5 separate regions of the Mus musculus genome follow, and regions 2, 3, 4 and 5 are each linked to region 1. Evidence: chromatin contacts called from public HiChIP or PLAC-seq data. All regions are on one chromosome and are shown on one strand. Each heading gives the region's core, a stretch centred on a gene start, on an enhancer-like site or on the middle of the called end of the contact. The rest is flanking DNA. Distances are from core to core; before and after follow the strand shown.

Evidence for each region. HiChIP or PLAC-seq counts read pairs in DNA pulled down with a chosen protein or histone mark.
Region 2: an H3K4me3 HiChIP or PLAC-seq map of the SCID.adh cell line shows a contact between it and region 1, with 16 read pairs. The contact joins the promoter of Ythdf2 here to the promoter of Atpif1 in region 1. A contact is called at or near these places in 4 of 39 promoter capture datasets (cranial neural crest, erythroid cells, neural stem cells and 1 more), 6 of 484 Hi-C or Micro-C datasets (the G1E-ER4 cell line, the HPC-7 cell line, bone marrow and 3 more), 11 of 115 datasets of contacts at active chromatin or transcription factors (the SCID.adh cell line, acute myeloid leukemia, bone marrow-derived macrophages and 7 more) and 2 of 9 other capture datasets (adipose tissue and liver).
Region 3: an H3K4me3 HiChIP or PLAC-seq map of pro-B cells shows a contact between it and region 1, with 6 times the contacts expected there. The contact joins the enhancer-like site here to the promoter of Atpif1 in region 1. A contact is called at or near these places in 20 of 39 promoter capture datasets (the 3T3-L1 cell line, 3T3-L1-derived adipocytes, the C10 cell line and 13 more), 3 of 15 datasets of contacts at CTCF or cohesin (embryonic stem cells, large pre-B cells and pro-B cells), 69 of 484 Hi-C or Micro-C datasets (the 63-12 cell line, B cells, the Ba/F3 cell line and 46 more), 17 of 115 datasets of contacts at active chromatin or transcription factors (the 230-238 cell line, the HPC-7 cell line, T-cell acute lymphoblastic leukemia and 9 more) and 2 of 9 other capture datasets (adipose tissue and liver).
Region 4: an H3K4me3 HiChIP or PLAC-seq map of embryonic limb bud shows a contact between it and region 1, with 4 times the contacts expected there. The contact joins the promoter of Gmeb1 here to the promoter of Atpif1 in region 1. A contact is called at or near these places in 4 of 39 promoter capture datasets (the C10 cell line, hematopoietic stem and progenitor cells, neutrophils and 1 more), 2 of 484 Hi-C or Micro-C datasets (CD4 T cells and embryonic stem cells), 11 of 115 datasets of contacts at active chromatin or transcription factors (the 230-238 cell line, the HPC-7 cell line, the SCID.adh cell line and 7 more) and 3 of 9 other capture datasets (adipose tissue, liver and pancreatic islet).
Region 5: a contact with region 1 is called in an H3K4me3 HiChIP or PLAC-seq map of embryonic stem cells, with 16 read pairs. The contact joins the promoter of Themis2 here to the promoter of Atpif1 in region 1. A contact is called at or near these places in 11 of 115 datasets of contacts at active chromatin or transcription factors (the 230-238 cell line, the SCID.adh cell line, bone marrow-derived macrophages and 4 more) and 4 of 9 other capture datasets (adipose tissue, embryonic stem cells, liver and 1 more).

Annotation. Positions count from the first base shown.
Region 1 is chr4:132,534,030-132,536,837 of GRCm38.p6, reverse strand. Atpif1 (ATPase inhibitory factor 1) reads left to right here and starts at 1,424. Exons shown (of 4, transcript NM_007512.4): 1 at 1,424-2,099. It overlaps Dnajc8 (DnaJ heat shock protein family (Hsp40) member C8), which reads right to left and starts at 1,279. Exons shown (of 9, transcript NM_172400.3): 1 at 1,175-1,279. The coding sequence starts at 1,252.
Region 2 is chr4:132,210,785-132,213,592 of GRCm38.p6, reverse strand. It overlaps Ythdf2 (YTH N6-methyladenosine RNA binding protein 2), which reads left to right and starts at 1,337. Exons shown (of 5, transcript NM_145393.4): 1 at 1,337-1,693; 2 at 2,137-2,161; 3 at 2,762-2,808. The coding sequence starts at 1,667.
Region 3 is chr4:132,822,398-132,825,205 of GRCm38.p6, reverse strand. No RefSeq gene overlaps it. Among named protein-coding and RNA genes, the nearest start is that of Ppp1r8, 19 kb to the left of the region's middle. Within about 2 kb of position 1,450, at least 21 of the 459 cell types and tissues checked have an H3K27ac peak or open chromatin away from gene starts, as enhancers often do. A contact at or near this core is called in B cells, CD8 T cells, Th1 cells and 3 more, where this site is marked.
Region 4 is chr4:132,260,214-132,263,021 of GRCm38.p6, reverse strand. Gmeb1 (glucocorticoid modulatory element binding protein 1) reads left to right here and starts at 1,473. Exons shown (of 10, transcript NM_020273.2): 1 at 1,473-1,531. Gm28874 (a long non-coding RNA gene) reads right to left here. Exons shown (of 2, transcript XR_390809.4): 1 at 2,422-2,808.
Region 5 is chr4:132,794,995-132,797,802 of GRCm38.p6, reverse strand. It overlaps Themis2 (thymocyte selection associated family member 2), which reads left to right and starts at 1,439. Exons shown (of 6, transcript NM_001033308.2): 1 at 1,439-1,543. The coding sequence starts at 1,450.

The sequences.
Region 1 (2,808 bases), core at 175-2,674:
TTCCTGCCTGAGGATGTCAACTGCCCTGCCTCCATTTTCCACCAAGATGGACCAAAATTTCTCCAACTGTGAGCAATGCAAAATATGCTAACAATGTGAAGGAAAAAAATATTTCCTAACATAAAAAAAAAATTTTTTTTTTGTTTTTGTTTTTTGAGACAGGGTTTCTCTGTGTAGCCCTGGCTGTCCTGGAACTCATTCTATAGACCAGCCTGGCCCTGAACTCAGAAATCCGCCTGCCTCTGCCTCCCAAGTGCTGAATTAAAGGCATGAACCACCATCGCCCGGCTTACAAGTATTCTTATAAGCACAAGAGATAATGGCTCTGGTCCCAGCACTTTGGAGGCTGAAGCAAGAGGGTCCAACCTGGGCTACCAGAAAGTACTTAATTCGAAAACGACTGCTTTATAATTTTCAAGCTGCTTTTTTATACACGAAACCCTTTAATCGTCGTGAAAACTCTTACAATGTTAACTTGCCAGTGTGGGAACTGATGTCTTGAAATTTCAACAGCAGTTAGGCTAATTGCCTTGCGAGAACGCAATATGTGGGCCTCTGACGCCAGATAGCTAACTTTAACTCAGTTTATTCATTCATTTAATCAACGGATATATGCGAAACATCCACCACGCATTAGGCACTGGCGATGCAAATGTCAACAAGGCTCAGAGCAAGTTCACTCCTGTCCTACCTGACACCAAGAACGTATGCACCCTCTTAAGAGGTTCGTCATGTTAAAGATGGAGGGTTCACATACGCATTCTTGTCCCGATGAACAGTGCTCAGCACTGATAAGACCGCAGAAATCGCCACTCGCACAATTCATGGCAGAGGAGTGGGACAAGGGCCTCCTTCCTGTTTACAAATAAAAGTGGGTGCGCCGCAGCTCGGCCTCCGCCAGCCGGAGACTCCACCGCCAGCAGGCTGCACCGCGCGACCAGCAGCTCGCCGGGCCCCTCTCCGGGTCTGGGTCCACAGGCCCAGCCGCCCCGCCGCGTTCCGGGGACCTCAGTAGCCACAGTGGCGGTCGCGCATGCACTCCGCAGCCGATCCGCAGTCCCCAGGCCAGACGGCGCGGGCCAACGGTCCCAGGAGGCGCCTCGCCGGCCCCAGCCGCGGCGGACGAAGCCGGAGCACGGTCGTCCTAAGGCCACCATCCTTACTCCGGGCTCACCTCACTGTAGAAGGTCATAAATGCCTCCTCTGTGCTGCCTCCGCCACCCGAAGCACCACTCTCTCCCGAAGCCGCCATTTTCCCGGCTAACCACCACGTGACCGTTCTGCGCAAGCGCAGCCTCACGTAACCACCCAAGCCCGCCTTCCCGGACTCCCCGCCCGCCAGCTGAACTTAAAGGGGCCGAGACCTCTTTTTTTTTTTTTTCGGTTTTAGTTTTGGTTTTTCAGAATAAGGATAAAGTTTCATAGTGTTGCCCTGGTTGTCTCCAGTCTCTGACAGAAAGAAATCTGTTGTCTCTGGATATACCTATTATTATTCTGGACATTTCCCATGGATGGAATCTACTTATACAATTCTTATTTAGGTTTTTTTCATGTGACAGTTTTTTGGTTTTTTTGACCCAGGATTTCTCTGTGTAGCCTTGGTTGTCCTGGAATTCTCTCTGTAGACCAGGCTGACCTCAAACTCACAGAGATCTACATGACTCCCTGGAGTGCTGGAACTGGCCTGGGTAACCACCATGTACCAGTTTTTTAAGAGTTTATCCCAGTGGAGCCTATCCTGGTACTCCAGAGGCAGAGGTAGGCAGATCTTCTGAGTTTGGGGCCAGCCTAGTCTCTATAGTAAGTTTCAGGACAGCCAGGCCTGTGAAAAAAAAACTGTCAAAAAAATTTTTTTTTTTTTTACTGCATTTTATGGTGGCATCCAATTCCTCAAAGGTATGTCTATGCTATGATTTGTTGACCTCTTCAGTAGTTCAACATTTGGGGTCTTCTCACCTTTGGACCACTGTGAAATAGTATTATGAAGCTGGACATATGCCTGTAACCCCAACTCTGGGGAGGTGGAGACGGAAAGATGAGAAATTGGCTTCTTCACTGCGAGTTTGAGGCCATCCCGAGTTACAACAGATCTCATTGAGGTAGGGACAAAATCGGAAAATGGGATGGAAGCAATTATGAGCATGCATGTATAAGGATCTGTGCTTGGAGTTTGTTATTTAATTTTTAAAATTATACTTACTTATTAGTGGGGGCACAGTGTCACAATGCACATGGAGAGGTCAGGGAGAACAACTTTCAAGAGTCCGTTCTCTCCTTTCACCATTGGGGCCCAGCACTAGCCCTATGTGTGGGGGGCGGGGGGGGTGCGGGGGGGGAGTGTATGGGGGGGTGTGGGTGTTTATTCGTTTGTTTCTGAAAACAGGATCTTGTTATGAAGCCCTGGCTGGCCCAGAATTCCCTTTGTCGAATAGGCTAGATTAAGCTAGATTAAGCTCTTCCTGTGTGCCTCAGGAGTGCTGGGATTACAGGTTTGTACCACCAGTTCGCTTGATGTTCTTTTCAGTGTCCTTGTAGCCCGTCACCAAGTTATTAGGTCCATTCACCGACACATTGATACAGTTCAAAATTACTAATTCACTACCTACTAAGGCTCTGATGGCTTCACAAAGTAAACTGTGAGAAAGAACTCAGAAGCAAGGATAAAAAAAAATTGCTGTCAGGATGACTAGGAAGGTCAAAGAAGGGTTTCTCTGAGAAAGTGACATTTAAGGTGAGAGAAGGCACTGCAGTGGCAATATAACCAAAGAACAAGAACACCTCTTAAGAGATAAACACGATTTCATATGT
Region 2 (2,808 bases), core at 88-2,587, 320 kb after region 1:
TGTCCAGAGTGATTTTTTTTTTGTTTGTTTGTTTGTTTTTTGAGACAGGGTTTCTCTGTGTAGCCCTGGCTGTCCTGGCACTCACTTTGTAGACCGGGCTGGCCTCGAACTCAGAAATCTGCCTGCCTCTGCCTCCCGAGTGCTGGGACTAAAGGCATGCACCACTACGCCCAGCTCGTGATTTTTTTTTTTTTAAATTAAAAATGCCTTTGGTGGTGCATGCCTTTGATAACAGCATTTAGGAGGCAGAGGCAGGCAGAATTCTGAGTTCAAGGCTAGCCTGGTCTACCTAGTGAGTTTGAGGACAGCTAGAGGCACCCTGTCTCAAAACACAAACAAAAAACCCTACAAACAAAAAAAAACCTGCCTTTGCTCATCCTTTGGCTCTCCAGTGAATCTTAGCTCATGAATACAGGATTTCTTTTCTAGCTGTTGAAGAATGATATTATGTTGTTCTTTGTGTCAAAAGCACAGATCTATTTAATAACTTGATAACTTTGGCAGCATGCTTAATCTCCCTTTTCCCAGCTGTAACATTGTTTGATAGGCACTTTGAACTTGTTGAAAGTCTTTAAATTTAATGTGTCAGAAAGCACTTAATGACAAAGCCCTGCACACAGCACATACTGGAATAGCGTTCATTTTCCAGTCCTTAGATCACGAATATTTCCTCTTAGGGTCCAACAGACTTCAAGAAAGTGTGTGTGACACTGTGCATACGGGTGAGGTGTCTTTTTCTTGGGAATAAAGTCCAGAGTTTACTAGATTATTTTGGGGTCACTGACTTCTCTGAAAAAAAGAGAGTGTATATTTTTCTCCCTCAAAAGTCAAAGGGGTAAATGTCTTGTGTGCAGGGCAGTGAGGGCCGGCTTTTTAATATTTAGTGGAAGTACTGCTCCTGGGTGTTTTTTTCAAGTCCCTGAGGAAGGAAGGTGACAATAGTCTTAAGGAAGGGCGCGGGTGTCTTCTGGGCCGACCTCCATGAAGTTTTCCCTGTGAGCTCTTAGGACCTCTCTTCTGGTTCCTTTTCAAATTGGGGGAGAGTTATCAAATGCAGTTATGAGTTAGGGCTCAAGTCCTACACAGAGTAGAAGCCTCTGCCCCATTAAGAAAGGGGCTTCTGCGTGTTTTCTTAAGACAAAACAATTATTCTCTAGGTGTTTGCCAAAAAACTCCAGTGGTGACCCCCGGTGCCACCCAGGGCTCCTAGGCCCAAAGCGGCGGCGGTGGGGGCGGGGAGACCGCGCGCGCACCGCTTCCGCTCCTCCAGCCCAGCAGAGGGCGCCACGGGCGCGGCTCTCCCTTCCCGAGATGCTTCGCGCCGGGCCCTTCCGCGTGGGTCAGCGACTGTGAGAGTCAGCGCTCGCGCCGCGCGCGCCGCCCGCCTCTGCCGCTCGGCCTCCCCCATTCGGGCTGCGAGGGGGCGGGCGCGCGCTCCGGAGCATAGAGACGGGCGTTGAGCTCGGCGGCCTAGAGCGTCGCCGGATCGGAGCCGGAGCCCGAGTCGCGCGCTGTGTCTCTGCTGCGTCCGCCGAGGCGAGGCTCCGAGTGTCAGGGACAAAAGCCGCCGCCGCACCCTCTGCTCCCGTCGTCGGGGCTCATCCGCCGCCGCCGCTGTCCCGACGAGGAGTCCGCCGCCGTCGTTCCCCGTGAGGATCCGAGAGCCATGTCGGCCAGCAGCCTCTTGGAGCAGGTACAGGCCCAGCCCGCATGTCTCGGCCATTGTGTGAGGCGAGACGGGGCCCGACTAGGCCCGGGCCCGCCGCTCCTGGCCGGGCCGCGGCGGGCGCCTCTCGCGGCTCGGGATTCGGGCCTCAGACCGGCCGCGCCCTGAGTCTCCCGCCCGGCCCGCTCTTCCCGCTCCTCCCCGGGCCGGGCCGGCCGCGCCGCGCTCCCTCCCAGTAGCGGCCCGGGCTTCCCTTCCTCGTTTCCTCTCTTTCCCTCGTGTGGCTGCCGGGTGGCCGGGCTGCCGGGGCTGCCCCGCCGGCCTAGCGCTCGTCCCCGCCTCCCCCTCACCACGCGTCCCCCCCAGGCCGGTTCCTTTCTTCCCTGCTCGGGCCCCGCGTTCATTTGTCTTTCCTTTTCCGTTTTCTTCTCGGACGACTTGCTGCTCGGCGACGTCCCCTCCTCTCGCAGAGACCAAAAGGTCAAGGAAACAAAGGTAAGACCCCGCTCCTCCGGGTGGCCGCCGGCCGGGATGGGGAGGGGGGTCCGCCGGGCCGTGGGGGCGGTGGCTCGAGGACGCGCCCCGGGGAAAGGACCTTTCCGAAGCCGCTCGGGTCGCAGGTGCCGCGCGCGGGGCGGTCGCCCCTTTTGGTGTGGCCCTGCAGCTGGCGGGCAGCTTTTTTCGTTAACAACGAGTAATTCATGAGCGGCCGGGGGTGGAATGCATTTTGAGAAGCACCAGGTCCTTAGTTTTCTCGTAGGTCTTAGGAGCCCTTTGTGTTTCCTCCTCGTGGAGCACTTTCTGGAAGTCACTCACATGTGAAGGAAGCGGGGAGAGAAAGCCGGAGGGAATTGAAATTCGAAGGAGCCAATACACTGACCTTTTAAAAAGATCAGCTCGCTCTGGGGTGGAGACTCTTTTTCACTGTCCGGCTCTTGCTTCAGCCCTGGCGCTCATCGTTATTCCCCGGAGTTTCAAACCAAGTGACTCTTGGAACTAGCATGGTTTCTTCCTGGTGTGAATGTAAACTGATGGATGGGTTTGGAAGGGAGCTCTTCGGACCAGGGCATTGCTAATTTAACTTTTCCCCTCTAGTACAAAATGGTTCTGTGCATCAAAAGGATGGACTAAATGATGATGAT
Region 3 (2,808 bases), core at 201-2,700, 290 kb before region 1:
AAATTTCAACCTGGGGGTCTGAGTTGGGAAGATTGCAAGTTCCAGGCCAACTGGGGCTACATAGCAAGACTGCCTCAAAAAGGAGGACTGGGGAGCTCAGTGGGTAGCGCACTGCTGCCCACACCTGCTGGTGGGATTTCAATCCCTGAAATCTACTGCACACAGCTGTCCTCTGACCTCCAACTGCTATAAACATTCAGGCACACATGTACAAGCAAATATACACACATACATATATACTTGGGAGGCAGAGGCAGGCAGATCTCTAAAGAGTTCAAGGCCAGCCTGATCTACATAATATGTTCTAGATTCCCCAAAGCTAAAACAGTGTCTCAAAAATATTTTTTTGTTTTTTGGGTTTTTTTGCTCGCTTGTTTGTTTTTCAAGACAGGGATTCTCTGTAGCCCTAGCTGGCCTCAAACTTGCTCTGTAGACCAGGGAGGCCTCGAACTCAAGAGATCGGCCTCCCAAGTGCTGGGATCAAAGGCATGCGCCACCACCGTCCAGCTCAAAAAGTGTTCCTAAAGAGTACAAAAGGCATTCTCAGGTATTCAGGAAGACGCAGAAAAGGGTGTACACATGTCACCTCACCCACACTCACCTTCCTCCTAGGGATTTCTGGTGGGACAGTGACTACTTGTGCTAGAATGAGACCCTGATGACAGGTAAGGCTGGCCCTGGTCTGGGGGAGTCTCTCCCAAGTAAGAGACAGGCAGATGTGCTAGGTCCTCCCCACATCTGTCTGTCTAGCAAATTTAGTTATTAGTCCAACTATTTAGAAAAATGAAAAGAGAATATTTTATATTCTTTCTGGCAGAGGTAGAAGGAACAATGTAGCTGTAAATTCTTCCAAAGTGGGTGACACTTGCTGTCGCCAAGAAGTGGAGGAGAGGCCACTTCATTCTGCAGAAGCAATGACATGACACAATGGATGTGAGCCCTGGCATGTAATGGGTGGGAAGGTCTAGTGGCCTGTGTCCTAAAGGGAGCTAGCTGTACTGGGGCTGGGTGCAGTTCCAGCTATCACCAGCAGGAGGGGCTCTGTGTTTACCATTGGAGCCACTCTGCAAGCATACAATTTCCTAAGGCAATTGCTAGGCCAGGACATTGGAAGGAGGGAAGGGAAGGACTCACTGTTGAGCACCCTGCAGAGAATGCTTTCTGTGCATTGTCTCCAGCAGCCCCAAGGGAGGACTGCCTCCACTTTACAGAACTCAAGGGTTAGTGCACACGGCTCACGATGATAGCTACCACAGCACAGGCAGTTCCTGGCTATTGCCGCTGCCACCACTGCCCTTTGTATTCCCAGGACAGGAGACAGTCTAGGATTTTTTGTTCCCTTCATGATGATGATGATGATGATGATGATGATTAGCCTCTTGGTTGTGTCTATGGTGGAGAAAGTGTTATGTGTACACAAGTGCAGTGCCTCCAGAGGCCAGAAGAGGGCAATAGATTCCTTAGAGCTGGAGGTACAGGTGTTTGGAAGAACAGAAGTGCTCTTAACTGCTGAGCCATCTCTCCGGCGGCGGTTTTTAAAATTTTTTTTCTCGTAGCCATTGCCTACCCATCTGTCTCCATCTCTGGGCCTTTTGGTGGTGGGTGAAGCTTTCAAGTACTGAATCCACGCTTGGGTCAGGTGTGGGTTTGGAATGCTCTCCGCTGGGACAAGGGTACTGCCAGGAGGGGCAGGTGAGATGTTTAAAACCACCCTCAAAAGGCTCTCCAGGTACTCCTTGTCACACCTTGCCCACTGCAGTGGCTCTGTTGGAGGCTTCTGCTCTAACCTGCTGTTGACACATGCAGTGCTGACATCCATGCCTCCCTTTTTTTTTTCTGGTTCATCTACAGCAACATTATTATTGTCTGTGGGAACCTGGGAATGTAGTTTAGTTGCTGGAGAGGTTGCTTAGGATGTATGGAGCTCCATTTCCCGGCACCACATACACCGGACGTTGGAGCACGTACCTTTTTTTTTTTTTTTTTAAGACGTATTTATGTATGTGAGTGCTCTATTTGCGTGTATGCCTACATGGTAGAAAATGACATCAGATCTCATTCTAGATGGTTGTGAGCCACCATGTGGTTGCTGGGAATTGAACTCAGGACCTCTGGAAGAGCAGCCAGTGCTCTTAACCCCTGAGCCATCTCTCCAGCCCCGGTAGCACATAACTTCAATGCTAGCTTTTGGGGAGTGAGGATAGAAGAATCAGGAGTTCAGAGATGGAGAGATGCTCAGAATTTAAGATGCACTGACTGCTCTCCCAGAGGTCCTGAGTTCAAGTCCCAGCAACCACATAGTGGCTCACAACCATCTGTAATGAGATCTGGCACCCTTTTCTGTCATGCAGGGATATATGCAGTCAGAACACTGTGTACATAATAAATAAATCTGAAGGAGGAGAGGGAGTTCAAAGCAATCCTGGGCTATGAAGTAAACTCCAGGCCAGCCTAAGCTACATAAAATCCCATCTCAAAAAGGGTGGGCATTAATCCTACAATGCAGGAAAACAAAGCAAAATTGTCTTGACTCTAAAAATAAAAAGCCGGGCAGTGGTGGTGCATGCCTTTAATCCCAGCACTTGGGAGGCAGAGGCAGGTGGATTTCTGAGTTTAACGTCAGCCTGGTCTACAGAGTGAGTTCCAGGACAGCCAGGGCTACACAGAGAAACCCTGTCTCGAAAATCCAAAGGGGGGGGGGGTAGTGCCTTGACTCTTAAGTCCTTAGCAGCTACCTCAGTTCCTGTCCACTTCTTTGCTCCGCTGTGCCCTCCAGGTCTTCCCCCGCCCCCATCCCTCAGGGAATCT
Region 4 (2,808 bases), core at 224-2,723, 270 kb after region 1:
AAATAAATTCTTAAAAAACAAAACAAGGGCTGCAGAGATGGCTCAGCAGTTAAGAACACTGACTGCTCTTTCAAAGGTCCTGAGTTCAAATTCCAGCAACCACATGGTGGCTCACAAGCATCTGTAACAATATCTGATGCCCTCTTCTGGAGTGTCTGAAGACAACAGTGTACTTACATATAATAAATCTTAAAAAAAAAAAACCCGCTCTCACACACTTATATATCTTTTTTAAAAATCACATTTAGAGTGGTGGCATACTCCTTTAATCCCAGCACTTGGGAGGCAAAGGCAGGCGGATTTCTGAGTTCGAGACCAGCCTGGTCTACAAAGTGAATTCCAGGACAGCCAGGGCTACACAGAAAACCCTGTCTCAATTAAAAAAAAAAAAAAAAAAAAAATCACTATGTAGGTTCGAGTGGTGGAACTCAGGTGGTCAGGAGCCTGCACCCAACGTGCCATCTCTACACACACACACACACACAGCCCACAACCTGCCCTTTGGAAGCAAAGAAGACAGATACAACACAATGTCTATAGGAAGAAAGATGGGAAATAACCCTTGTGGGTCTTCTGCACGTGTTCTACCTACCGACCTACTTCCCTCCTCACACCCCTCATCTCTACGTTTGGCTTGCTTTTTTTTTTTGAGACAAGGTCTCATTATGTAGCCACAGCTGGCCTAGAACCCACTATGTAGACCAGGCTAGACAGGAATTGTGGAATTAAAAGCGTGTACCACCAGCACGTGCCGACGTTCCTGTTTAACTTTCAAAGATGAGAATGAAAGAGTAAGGTGGCTCTGAGGAATTTATAAACCAAAAGCATCTAACCCCAAGGCCTGACCACATTGCCTTAAAGCTTGTCAGTTACTATTCCCCGGCCTCAGAAACTTGCCCAAGTACTTTTCAAGTATCATTTCATTGTACATGAACGACATGTACCTTTCGGGAAATAGGTGGCTTAGAGTTGTCAAGTCACTGCACAGTTGTTGTACCGGTTCCAAGGAAGTTCAAATTTGAACTCCGAACCCGGACAAGCAGGAAAACCTGCGCAAAGAGCCATGGTTTGGACGCGGGAAGGGGTTACTATCTATGCTCAGCAGCATCTTTTCATTCCACATTGGTAACCTGAAATCCTGATAAATTGTAAGCGTCAATAAAGAGGATTTGGAGAAAGAAAAGCCCTAGTCCTCCACAAGAGTCAGGGCGAGATGACCTCTGCATCTAAACCTTATTCAGTCCCCTGGGGCCTCCCGCGACTTCTCCAACACTGCCTTTCTAGGACCGAAGGCCTAAGCTCTCAGGCTCCCCTAAATCGCTAGGCTGAGGGGGGAGGTGTATCCCCTGCGCGGCCCGCAATAAGGACGCGTCCCCTTTAAGGCGCCGGCTCGCCCGCCGCGGCGGCCGGAAGTGCTGGAGCCCGGCTTGGCGGCGGCGGTGGCGGCGGCCGCCGTGGCGGCTTTGTGCGCATGCTCCGTCGCCCGCCCGCCCTGGCCGCTCGCCGCCCGCCCGCCCGCCCGACGGAGACGGTGAGGAGGGGGAGGGGTGGGCGCGCGGCGCGGCGAGGGCTGGGGGCGGGGGGGGGCGGGCGCGGGGGCCGCGCGGCGGCCGGCGACGGCGACGGCGAGGGCGAGGGCGAGGGCGGGCGGGCGCGCAGGGGGCGGGGGGCTGCTGCCTCCGCGGGCGCCTCCCCACGCCCTGTGCGTGCCGCCGCCGCCGCCGGGGAGCGAGCGGACGTCGCGGCGCCGCGGGGGGGGTGGGGGGACGCTGCCGCTGGGTCCGCCCGAGCCGCCGGGCCGCCCCCAGCGTGGCCGGCCGGGCCTAGGCTCCGGGTCCTACGAACCCCGTACTGGGCGGGGGTTGGGGGGGTGGGGAAGGCTCGGCGCCCCCGGACCGAGGGGCCCGGAAGTCCTCGCGGAGGGGCCAGGGGAATCCCTCCCCACCCCAAAAATACGGGGTTTGGGAGCTTGGGCCTTGCGCGGAGGAGCTGGGTCAGGCCTGGGTCGGGCCGGGTCGGGGGAGAGGGCGGCGTGCTGGGGTGGGGGTGGGGTGCAGGGAATAGGGTCAAGCCTTCGCCCGAGGGGAGAGGCCTGGGCCACCAGACCTGGAGAGGAGGAGGAGGAGGAGGAGGAGGAGGAAGGTCCTTTGGAGGGCTTAGGAGAGGAGGCAGCGTCCTTCCCAAGATGAAGGGCAGTAAGAAGGAGAAGGGTCCCCGTGAGGGCTTCAGAGTGGAGGGCCTCCGGTGGCTAGGTGGAGAGTAGGGTGGTTTCCTGCGTCAGGAGACGAGGGAAGCCTAAGGTTATGGGGTTAGTGAGAAGGTACTTGCTGGGAAGAGGGTACCCCTTGCTTTCAGAAATGACAGGGAATTGGCCAGGTGTCCTCGGTTTGAGAGGCAAGAGAAATGTGGGCAGAATCTTACCCGAGGGTCTTGACCTGGCTGTCCAAGGAGCAAGGAAACCCTGAGCTCTCAAAATGCGACCTGTTACTGACTCTAGGAGAACCAGGAAGTAGGGGTTTTCTCCACATCTGTACACTCTTGCCATCTGCCCAGCCCCCTTTCCTTGGCTAGTATTATGGAACGTTTTCATAAGAGCTTGGGCCTAACGCTTCTAATTTTTCAACCATATAATAACTTGTTTTTCTTTTATACTTAAGTTCATTGAGTAGGTGTATTTGAGCTTTGTTGGGTTAGTTTGGGCCCTGTTTTGATTTCTTACACTCTTAGAGGGGTGACTTTTAAAAACGTATTCCTTGATTCCTTCAAACACCTATATAGGAGTCTCCATCCAATCTGTGATTTATATAG
Region 5 (2,808 bases), core at 190-2,689, 260 kb before region 1:
CAACTACACTAGGGAGCTGTGTACCTTGTTTGAACTTGGAGTACTGTGGAAGAGGCATCTGGGGGCACATCTCAGCTGGGGAAGTGGGATCGTTTTTATCTGTTCAACATCTTCATGGTCTGAGGTAGTTAAATGGTACATGCCTGTTATTCCAGAACCTGGCAGGAGGAGGCATCAAGAGCATCAGGAGTCTAAGGAAGCCATTCTCAGCTACACAGTGGATTATGTGAAATCCTGCCTCAAAAACCCAAAACAAGGCAGAGGATGCAGCTCACTTAGTAGAGTGTTTGCTTTGAATCCATGAAGCCCTAGGTTTAGTCCTCAGCATCTAATAAAGTGTGTGTGACCACACTCATTTTAGATGGTGGAAGAAGGAAGATCAGAAGTTCAAGGTCATCTTCAGCTACACAGTAATTTAAGTACAATTTGTGCTAAGGGATACTCTCTCTGTCTGTCTCTGTCTCGGGTCTGTCTCTATGTCTCTGTGTCTGTGTCTGTGTCTCTGTGTCTCTGTGTCTTTGTCTCTCTGTGTCTCTGTCTCTCTCTCTGTCTCTCTCTCTCTCTCACACACACACACACACATACATACACACACACACACACACACACACACACACACACACACACACACACCAGACCTCTGGGTATCAAATTATCAAGTCTTGCCAGGTGTAACTGCACACGCCTTTAATCCCAGCACTCAGGAGGCAGAGGCAGGCGGATTTCTGACTTCGAGGCCAGCCTGGTCTACAAAGTGAGTTCCAGGACAGCCAGGGCTATACAGAGAAACCCTGTCTCAAAAAAAAAAAAAAAAAAAATTATCAAGTCTTGATGTTAGATCTGTTCGATGGAGCCAAGTAAAGAAAGGTGTGGGAATTGTCCTGGTTGTTCTTTGGTCAATTTGACCCAAGTTAGAATTATCTGGGAACCTCTGTTGAGAAATGCCTCCATCAGACTGCTTGTAGGCAAGCCTGTAGTGCATTTTCTCCACTTATGATTGGTGTGGGTGGGCCCAGCCCATAGGGTGTAGGTAGTGCCAACCCTGGGCAGGTGGTCCTGAGTTGTGTAAGAAAGCAAACTGAGCAAACCAGTAAGCTGTGTTTCTTTATGGCTTGTACCAGTCCCAGTCCCTTTATCTCTCTCTATCTGTCCGGAGTTTCTGTTCTGACTAACCTCTGTGATCCCAGAGTTGTAAGATAATAAACCCTTCCCTCCCCAAGTTGCTTTTGGTCATGGTGTTTTATCACATTAGAAACCTTAAGAAAAGATTCAATTTTAGAGATGAAGAGACAGGTCAGGGGAAATAAAGTCCCCATTCAAGAGTTCGGGGCGCTTCAGAGAACCCTGTAGGGCTCCCGACCTGAGGGGCGTGGCCTCGGTGGGCGTGGCTTCCGGACTGTCCTCTGCAAGCTGCCGATCAGTCTGAGCAAATCTAGTCGGAACGCGACCATGGAGCCGGTGCCGCTGCAGGACTTTGTGAGCGGCCTGGACCCCACCTCCCTTCCGCGCGTGCTGCGGGTCTGCTCCGGAGTCTACTTTGAGGGTGAGCGGGCTCTGGGTGGAAGGAGCTAGGTATGATGGGTCATGCCTGTAATGCCAACACTGGGGAGCTGTGGCGGGAGGATGAGTTCGAAGCTAGCCTGTTCTATAAAGTGATTGCAGGTCAGTTTGGGCTACAGAGTTAGACCCTGAGGGATCTGGGGTTGAGTTCAGACGCTGCTGTCCGAAGTTTTATGAATCCGCACCAAAAGGCGCCACCTCCCTGCTCTTCAGCTTTTGTCCCATGGGTGATGAGAAGTCCTGAGTTTAACTCAGGCTTTTTCTCAACTGAGGCTCCTCGGTAATGCTAACAGAAATTGTGTGGCAGCTAGGCAGGAGCGATCTGAACAGCCTAGGAAATCCTGTCTCAAGCAACAAGAACAATTATAACAATAAATGGACAAATAAGTGGGGATAACTCGTCCATCGTTTCAGACAGGCACTAGGGTGCTCACTGTCGTTATTGGGGTTGTTCTGAGAGGACCTTGTTTTGTAGCCCAGGCTGGCCTTAAGTTTGCAGCGATCCGTCTGCCTCTGCCTGAATTTGCCATGCCTGGTTCACTGTTCATTTTTCTTTCTTGCTCCCTCCCTCCGTTCTCTTTTATTATCTTCTTTCCCTTTCTGCAAGGATCCAACCCAGGACCCTGAGCTCTCACCACTAAGATATATTCCAGTTCGTTATTTTAGCACCAGATCAGCCCTCCCGCTGAACTCTCTGCTCCTTGCCTCTGAGTCTCTCTGTTCCTCTGCTGGATTCTCAGATGGAGTGGTCCTCCTACCAGGGGGATCCTTCCCCGCTTTTTGCCTGTACATTTGCTCCTTGCCCATGGCTTTCCGCAACCCATAGCAGAGAAGAGATGGCCATATCAGGACACAGCCACCAGTTACTGGCCAAATAACATGTGACCAGGGACTGACCACTTGGGTAAGGGAGGGAAGAAAAGGGACCGACCGGGCTGCTCTGTGGAGGGCAGAGGCGAGAGTGGAGGGAGATGCTGAGATTCAGGGCTCCTCCCTCAGACAGCAAGCTGTCTCATGGATGCCTGCTTCATTCTACTCCCTGGAGTGAGCGAGCCAGGCTCTGCCACAGCAGCTGCCAGCAAAGTGTTCTGATGGCCAAGCGGGTTATAGACTGACCTAGGAGGATCACACAAGGGCCACCACAGTGAGTCTCTCTGGTCCATCGGAATCTGATGGGTCCCTGAAGTGGGACTCTGGGAGCCTGGTCATTCTTTTCTCCAGCTCAGAACATCCTCCCAGCGTCTCTTG